Linked DNA regions of Gossypium hirsutum: regions 1 and 3 are each linked to region 2. Evidence: chromatin contacts called from public Hi-C data. All regions are on one chromosome and are shown on one strand. The core of a region is the stretch at or near the end of the contact, and the rest is flanking DNA. Distances in the headings are between cores, read along the strand shown. Region 1 holds the start of LOC121204489. Region 2 holds the start of LOC107935858 (protein transport protein Sec61 subunit beta). Region 3 holds the start of LOC121204492 (pentatricopeptide repeat-containing protein At1g02060, chloroplastic).

Evidence for each region. A called contact is a pair of places that touch in the nucleus more often than the background predicts.
Region 1: a contact with region 2 is called in a Hi-C map of leaf, with 1.8 times the contacts expected there. The contact joins the promoter of LOC121204489 here to the promoter of LOC107935858 in region 2. A contact is called at or near these places in 11 of 34 Hi-C or Micro-C datasets (anther, callus, hypocotyl and 2 more).
Region 3: a contact with region 2 is called in a Hi-C map of leaf, with 2.0 times the contacts expected there. The contact joins the promoter of LOC121204492 here to the promoter of LOC107935858 in region 2. A contact is called at or near these places in 5 of 34 Hi-C or Micro-C datasets (all in leaf).

What each region holds. Positions count from the first base shown.
Region 1 is chrA08:106,105,213-106,108,087 of Gossypium_hirsutum_v2.1, forward strand. It overlaps LOC121204489, which reads left to right and starts at 1,595. Exons shown (of 2, transcript XM_041074339.1): 1 at 1,595-1,843; 2 at 2,229-2,747. The coding sequence starts at 1,596. The coding sequence ends at 2,505.
Region 2 is chrA08:105,727,552-105,730,528 of Gossypium_hirsutum_v2.1, forward strand. LOC107935858 (protein transport protein Sec61 subunit beta) reads left to right here and starts at 1,339. Exons shown (of 2, transcript XM_016868486.2): 1 at 1,339-1,402; 2 at 2,481-2,831. The coding sequence starts at 2,483. The coding sequence ends at 2,728.
Region 3 is chrA08:106,144,518-106,147,486 of Gossypium_hirsutum_v2.1, forward strand. It overlaps LOC121204492 (pentatricopeptide repeat-containing protein At1g02060, chloroplastic), which reads left to right and starts at 1,555. Exons shown (of 3, transcript XM_041074342.1): 1 at 1,555-1,686; 2 at 1,776-2,969. The coding sequence starts at 1,601. It also overlaps the pseudogene LOC121204491.

The sequences.
Region 1 (2,875 bases), core at 345-2,844, 380 kb after region 2:
TGAATAGGGAACTAGGAAATCATATTATACCAGAAAGAGGATCAGAACAATGCGATCCACTCAATACCTATTTATTTCTAATCTACAGCGAGAAACTGTCATCGTTAATAAGATTAGCAATTAGAGAGGGATTGATAAAAGGGGCTAGGACTTACCCACAAAAACTGGAAATATCATATTTTCTTTTTTACAAACGATAGCCTATTATTTGGGGAGGCTACGGAAAGAGGAGTCAGAAAAATCAAACAAATTCTGGAGGTGAAAGTTTGCATTGAATTTCTGCCTAAAAATGAAACTCAATAGTTTTTGTACTTTATCACCAATTTTCCCATTCCCTTTCACTATTTCCAACATATGCGAAAATGCCAACCCAGTCTCTTAACGTGCCCACGCATGACATAGTCCACTTAGTCAAAACTTGGAGTTTTTACCCTTTATTTTCTTTTTAATAAAAAATGCAAATAATTAAGTAAAAAATGAATCTACCGTCCAAGAACACTGTTCATATTGATTTTCCCTTCCTTCTAATTTTCAAAACCCCTTTTGTTTGAGCAAAAAAGTTTAAGCCTTTACGGGATAGGTTTAGCACAACCCTGCCATTAACATCTTTTATATGTATTAACCTAAATTAGAATTGAGGAAAAACTTATCAGGATAGTTTTTTTATACAATTGTTTAAAATTACCTATAATTCTTTTTCATCTTTAGATAAAAGGATAAACACGTTTTAAGATGTTTAAACTCACATTCTCTTACTCTAGCGATAAACCTCATCATAGATTTAAATCGTATCTGTTCTTTTTAACACAATTCTTATAACTATCCATAATCTCTCCAACTCATAAATAGGAGGATAATACGTTTCAACGCACTCAAACTTGCGTCTTCTTACATTGACAACAAAATCTACGCCAATCAAGTTAAGATTCAATCGACCATTTAACTTAATTTTAAAAAATTGTTATTAATAACTCATTGATACTTCATATGATTATACATTGACAATGTATAAATCTTAAATTTATTTATATTTGATATTATATGGAGTCAACGAGTTAAATGATAATAAATTATTATAAAACAAGTTATATAAATATAATTTTAGAGGTGAATTAATAATAGTGCCTGTTGTGTAGGTTATTTTATCGATTACATTATATATCTTAAAACTCAAGCTATATATTTTCGAAATAAAATACGTAGACTATAAAGAATATAAGTTAACTGTATAGGATGCCGTAAACATAAACCCAATTCATTTATGTGGAACAAGACAGAAGATAAAAGACAATAATAAAAATAAAATTAGGGTAATTTAATTATAAATTCTATAAACACAAAATTTTGTTATAATGGTGGGGAGACCGGAGAGAAGAGGTGCGCGGAGTAAAAGGAGGCACAGAACCGGAAGAGGACAAAAGATGGAAATTTTAAAAAAAAATAGATTAAAAGGTTTAAAGCCCAGCCCAGGACATAACAGTCATTTTTAGACATCAATTTTAAGGTTAACATCTCTCTCTAACTGAAAACGACTGCAAGCAACTTGTGGTCTACCTGTGAATATATATTACTTTTTTTCGATAGACACCGACTCTATGGCCATCACTCTTTTCTTTATATATAGATCATATGGTTCTCTCGTATTTATCTCTTGTTCTTTGTTTTTTTTTTTTCTTTTACTCTCTTTCACCAAATCTTCTTCCTCCTCTTTATATTCTCTTAGTTTTTTTTTTTCACCATCAACAATGGTGGATCTTCAAACTGTATGCTGCATGTGCGGCGACGTTGGTTTTCCTGACAAACTCTTCCGCTGCAACAAATGCCGCCACCGCTTTCAACACTCGTATGGATTTCTTTGTTTTTTTTCCTCTGTTCCCCATCATCATAGTCCATCCATCTTCATGTGTATATATGCATATATCTAATCATCACCATCATCATCATCATCATGGGTTGATAGATAGTTAGATACCCTTAATTCATTTTATCGTTCATCATCACAGTTAGATAACACCCATCTCCACCAAGCACCACCCAACAACCACCACCAAACGTAATGGTTTCGTATTAGACGGAATGGAAATCATAGGGGTTATCATATTTTCCTTCTTAAAGCGTATATAAAATATATTAATGTTTTCATCATAGCCATATGTACTTTTTTTTTTTCAAATTCTATTTATATTTTATGGGTCGAAAGTTAAACAAGCTCTTGATGCTGGCTGCAGGTATTGCAGTAATTACTACAGCGAGTTCGCTGAACCAATTGAACTGTGTGATTGGTGCCAAAGCGAAGCAAAGAACTCGAGGCAAGGAAGGTCTTCAAAGAAACCAACAACTGGAAACGAGAGTGGAATTATAAACCGATCCGAGTATTCGGGTGACAAAATCAAGCTACAGGATCGAGACGAAAGTGGTGATGATCAGAAAGGAAAGAGCAGTGGGACGCCCTCTCCAAGGCCTACGACACGCAGGTACAAGCTTCTCAAGGATGTGATGTGTTAAAAACACTTAATTTCCAAAGGAAAAAGAAAAGAGTTTGTGTCGAGAAAACTTTGTGTGTTGTCGATAGTAGCAAAACTTGTTCATAAGTTGTTGTTATCCAGCGTTTCTTTTCAGGGTTATGGATGAATTTGTTGGCAGTATGGCTTTTTTTTTCACTTTTTCGGTAAGTTTTGTTAATAAAATAATGTAATTATATTCAAACTGGATCGTTGGCACAGGTTTTTAAGCTTTTGTTTTCGATCTCTTTGTTCCACTGCTAATTAGGCTAAAGTTTGTAAGATTATGGATGCATGACAGATGAGATATTCATATAGGTTTTTCGTGCATGAAAATGTTGGATCATCAAATAAAATATACCAATCTATTTGAC
Region 2 (2,977 bases), core at 89-2,588:
AAATTATTGCCACACATACATCATTAGTAGGGCAAAATTAGAAAATTCTTTTAGGGGTTGAAATAAATTATAATTTTTACGATAATTTATATTTTAATAGTCTATATATTTATAATTTCAAAGAATTAAATTAAAATTTTATTATTTTTAAGAGATTAAAATATAATTTTATATTTATTAATTTAAAATATTAAACAGTCTAAATGAAAAAAATTCTATTCGATGGTTACCCCTGATCATTAGATTTATGATTCAATTTTTTGACGTGGGTATGCGAGTGAACACCTTCAATTAATGGGCCAAATATTGCAATATTGCAGTTCTACAATATAATCATTTTTAAGTAGTAGGGATGGCAACGGGACATGTAATTGTTTTTGGTTCCCAAAGTCCCAATCAAAATTTTAACATATTTTATCTTAAATTTTGCTTACAGGTTTAAAATTTGATCTAAATTTTTTTTTCAACAAAAAGTTAATTGGAAAACCTTCTTACTACTCCTTCAATTTTTTTTAAAATAAAATAAAAATAAAAATAAAAATAAACATAAAAATAAAAAAGATGCTCCAGTCCGATCTAACCTCTAAGAAATAGGATCTAAAATTTTGGAATCAAATCTTAAAATGTGTGCTTATTTTGCTAATTTTATACTTGTTATCTACCATATTTACATACTTTTACATTGAATTTGGAGTTAAAAAGGGAAATAATAGTAAGGTAAAAGTATCACAAACATTCTTATATTATAAATTAAATTATATTTTATCTCTTCAACTCAAAAAATGAGTAAAATAGTCTCTATATGTTATATCAAATAACAAATTAGTTTTTTTTGTTAAAAATTTTATCTATTTCTATAATTAAAAATTAGTCCCTGATGTATGTCAGAATGAAGTACATATGGCATGCATATGTAATTACTTAGTTCTTTTGTTAGTTATGCTTGTTTTTTTATAATAAAAATAGATGAATTTTTATTAGAAAGAACTAATTTACTCGTTAATCTAAACTATAAGAATTAACTTACCCTTTTTTAAACAAAAAAATATATTTTAACTCTTAATATAGAAGTTTTTATGGTATTTTTACCTAATACTACTGGCGCAAAAAGGGGAAAATGTATATAAATTAGGTCAACTAGGCCTATACAGGTTGGGCCTAGTTAGTCTGCACAATCGTAAGCGTTGGAAACAATTTCACATTGGCCAGTTTTTCAATAGGAGTACACGTGGCCGAAATTTATTGGCCGGTGGTGCGTGGAAATGCCCAGCAGCGCCGTCCCTAAAAATCGAAGCATAAGGCCCACAAATTGTGTTCAAAGGGGGAGTATATAGTCGAAAAGATATTAAATAGTCTTGTCCAAAAGCTTGCGAACTCATATCCGAATTCCGAGTCGACTCAGGCGAGTTTCTCTTCTCCCTCTCTTTCATCTTCCATTTTATTTTCATTGTTGCATGTTTATAAAAACGATGGTTCTTATCTCTTTCTGGCATCCATACACAATAAGATCGATCTACTAGATTGCTTGCATGTAGATCTGGTTTTCAGATCTGATTCTTTTACATCGTTTTTTATGTGTTGTTTCTAAAGATATTCAAGTTTTAGCTTTTGAAAATTCCTCATGTATGCTTCTTATAGGATTTGGAGCATGCATAAACGTTTAATTCAATTTTGATGGATTGATTTCTATGATTTACCTTTTACTGCAATTTAATTTGGCATAATTCAATTGGATTAGACCATAAAGATTTTAATTCAAGTTTTGATGGTTTTGAATTGATCATAGATTACGATTCTTCTATTGGATTTAGTTTGAACATGGTTTATGATTATTTAGCTTAATTGATTAATAGTCGTGGAGCTTTGTGAAATTTTGGGTATCTTTGCCACTTCTCAAAACTATCTATACACTATATTGATCCCCTCTGGCCTTTTGGCAACATTCTTGTTTTGTTCCTTGAAAATTTTTTTGTTATTCTCTTGTCCTCCGTTTGAAAGTTTGGATTTTGGATTTCATTTATTATTTAATAAGAATAAAATGCATAATATATGAGCAAATTAATTGAAATTAAAAAAATATTAGGATATTCAATATAATATATATTAGATGGGTTTGTCAAATCCTAAAAATTTTAACAATTTTAAATTCATTACTATTCAAATCTATGGATTTGAGAAACTAATGTAAATGTTACATTTTTAATTAGTTTACTAGATTTAAAATCCGTAACATAATCAAACATTGGTATAAAAAAGAGCTTTGAAAAAAATTCATGTCATGCACATACTCGTATCAAAAACTCATTTTTGTGTGAACATAGTATATGTATTGCATATAGCATGGCAGGGCAGTCATTCTTCACTATGCTCCCATCAATAAAATTTAATGAATAAATTTTCATATATATATATTGATTCTGAAAACACCGATTGTCTAAATTTTGATCTAGTATTGAAAATAGAAGTTGGTTGTCATATAGGAATGGCAACTGGAACAGCACCACCAAGAGGAAGTGCAGCAGCAGCTGCAAACATGCGGAGGAGGAGAACGACAAGTGGTGCAGGTGCCTCGGGAGGAGCTGCTGGCACAATGCTTCAGTTTTACACAGATGATGCCCCAGGGCTGAAGATCTCTCCAAATGTGGTGCTTGTCATGAGCATTGGTTTCATTGCATTTGTTGCCATTCTCCATGTCATGGGCAAGTTGTATTTTGTTCGTAAGGAGTAGGGAGGGGCTTTCCTCAATACCTGTATTAACAAGTACCAAACAAAGATCAATGTTGTAGTTTTCAGTTTTGCTTAATAAATGGATTTTGATTTGATTTCTCCAATATTTGACGTACTGTGAAGTCTAAATTGATCCTTGTTTATGCTCAACTTGGTCCATGCAGTGGTATTTTTTTTTAATCAAGTTTTACTGTTTATGCTCAAATATGTTAGGTCTGGAATCATCTCTTTGAAGTTTTTGAGATTGTAG
Region 3 (2,969 bases), core at 305-2,804, 420 kb after region 2:
TCGTAGTGACATCACTATGCCTGATCTGGAACGTTGTTTGTCAAAGGCATCATTCTCAGCAGCTGAAAATTCTGGTAAAGACTTTTAAGTTAATCCATCTTACATCATCACCACCATCATCATTAATTAATATTACATCTTCAAAACATTCAAGTAAGATGATGCTCTCTCTTTTGTTCTGTTGTCTCTTAAATACTTGATCATTGCATTATGTAAATTACTTCTATGATTCAATCTAGTTGGCTGATCTCTTGCCTTCATGCATGTAAGACTGCTTTCAGCCACCAAAATGTCAGAAAACAAATCAACAGCTTATGAAATGAAGCATCATTTTGATTTTCATTTACAGCTATGAAGAATCCAAGTCTCGTTTGCTTCAACCATTTGGAGCCATCTAATGTATTTTATTCCTTCGTTTAACAGCTTCAATCCACATGCCACGAATTGGATATCAAGATCGATCAGATCGTGCTCAGTGGTACACCGTGGAACGTCTTCTGAGAAAATATGCTTCCATTTATGGTGTAAAGATCTTTGTGTATGCATCCCCCTCCTATCAGCTATCTCTCTCTCTTTGCAAGAATATCTAATCAACTAATTTCATTTACCTTTTGTAGGTATTATTACCGTCGGTAACTTGCTGAAGGAGTATTGTGTGTTATGTTCATGACCTTCATAACTGTCTGCCAGCCATAAATTTAAGTTAGGAGCTCTCATATACTTATCTCCTTCCATGACATTTTAGAGAAGGTTGAATGTGTTGTACAATGAATTATTCTGCATGCTGTAAATATATGAATTTGATGGGATGATATGGGTATATTACAATTTCCTTTGGACCATTTATTTGGTGGGATGAATTTGTTGTTCTTTCAGTAAAGAATGCACTTGCAATACTAATATCAAAGGCTCATCAATTCGTGTTCGATCACAGTCAGTTCCATTAAAGACGACGAAGCGCCTGAAATTTTTCTCGCTAACATTGTTGATAAGTCCGCCATTAAAAACAGAAGATGAACACGCCACTCTGACATGGTGACTACTGTTCCTCTCTTGGTTCAATTACTTTGATCCAACTTGTATAAGGGCTTGTCCACTCTATCTTTTGGATCCAAATTCACTTCTGGTCTCAAAGGACAAGGTGAGTTTGGAATAATAAACTTTTAGATTCAATCTCAAAAGCTAAAAAAAGAAGAGAAATTATTAAAATATCTTTATTTATTTCATCCCAACCAATTAAAATTTAATGAGTTGTCATATAATATTTATTTTTCAAATAATCATTTTTTTAAGTTTTTTACTTAGCATTTAACAATGAGCATGTAAATTAATAAAAGAATTAATTTTCTTTAATATGTTTATTTTTGCTAATCATCGTTTTTATTTAATTAATTTTATCGTTTTTATTCAATTAATTTTCTAATACAGTTTATATATTTAAGTTAAATGTCACAAATAATTTATTTAATTGCTTAAAAAGTATTTTAAATTAAATTATTTAAATATTATTTAAATTATTATTTTAAATTAAAAATTACTATTTTTTCAACCGCAGCAGGGAAGAAATAAAATTATTTGTTTGTAGTATTTTTATTATGTTATGGAAATGGTGCTTAGTCCTCGTTCTTACCATGGTGTCGGCAAGCAACTTTTTCTTTACCAGTGTCCGCTTCGTTTTGTTATCCGGTAGATATCTCTTGACTCTCTTTTCTTTGCCTCCACTTTATTTTCTTTGGCTTCTTCTTTATCTCTTGTAATTTCAAACAATAAATTAGGTGCTTCTCCTGCGGTCGAATCGAGATACATGGCGAAGGCACCAATGAAGGAAATCAGGGTTTGGATGAAAAAGCAGAATCATCGACCAAAACCAAGGGGGCAAAATTTATGGCTCGTGTCATCAACTCCACGCCATGGTCAAGTGAGCTTGAATCCTCTATTTCTTCTCTGTCTCCCTCTCTGTCGAAAACCACCGTCTTGCAAACACTTCGCCTCATTAAAAATCCATCTAAAGCTCTTCAATTCTTTAACTGGGTTCAACAAATGGGTTTCCCTCACGATGCCCAATCCTTTTTCTTGATGATTGAAATCTTGGGTAAAGAAAGAAATCTCTATGCAGCTCGTAATTTAACGCTTTCAATTGAGAAAAGGTCTAATGGGTCTGTTAAGCTCGAGGACAAGTTCTTTAACAGCTTGATTAGGAGCTATGGTAAAGCGGGGTTATTTCAAGAGTCTATCAAGGTTTTCGAAACAATGAAAAGCATCGGCGTGTCTCCTTCTGTCGTTTCATTCAATAATCTTTTGTCAATTTTGCTTAAAAGAGGACGCACGAATATGGCAAAGAGTGTGTTCGATGAAATGCTTAGCACATATGGGGTTACACCAGATGTGTATACTTTTAACATTTTGATTAAAGGGTTTGGCATGAATTCAATGGTTGATGAGGGGTTTAGGTTTTTCAAGGAAATGGAGCGGTTTAAATGTGATCCTGATGTTGTCACTTATAATACAATTGTTGATGGATTATGCAGGGTGGGAAAGGTTGGAATTGCCCACAATGTGGTGAAAGGTATGAGCAAGAAAAGTTTGGATTTGAATCCTAATGTCGTTACTTACACTACTCTGGTTAGAGGGTATTGTATGAAGCAAGATATTGATGAAGCTTTGGCTGTTTTCCAAGAGATGATTTGTAGAGGTTTGAAACCGAATAAGATCACTTATAATACTTTAATTAAAGGGCTCTCTGAGGTGCACAAGTATGATAAGATAAAAGAAATTTTGGAGGGAATGAGAAAAGATGGAAGATTTACTCCAGATACATGCACATTCAACACGCTGATTAATGCGCACTGCAATGCTGGGAACATGGATGAAGCTTTAAATGTGTTCAAAAGGATGTCAGAAATGAAGGTACAATCAGATTCAGCTACTTATAGTGTTATAATCAGGAGTTTATGTCAAATAGCGGACTT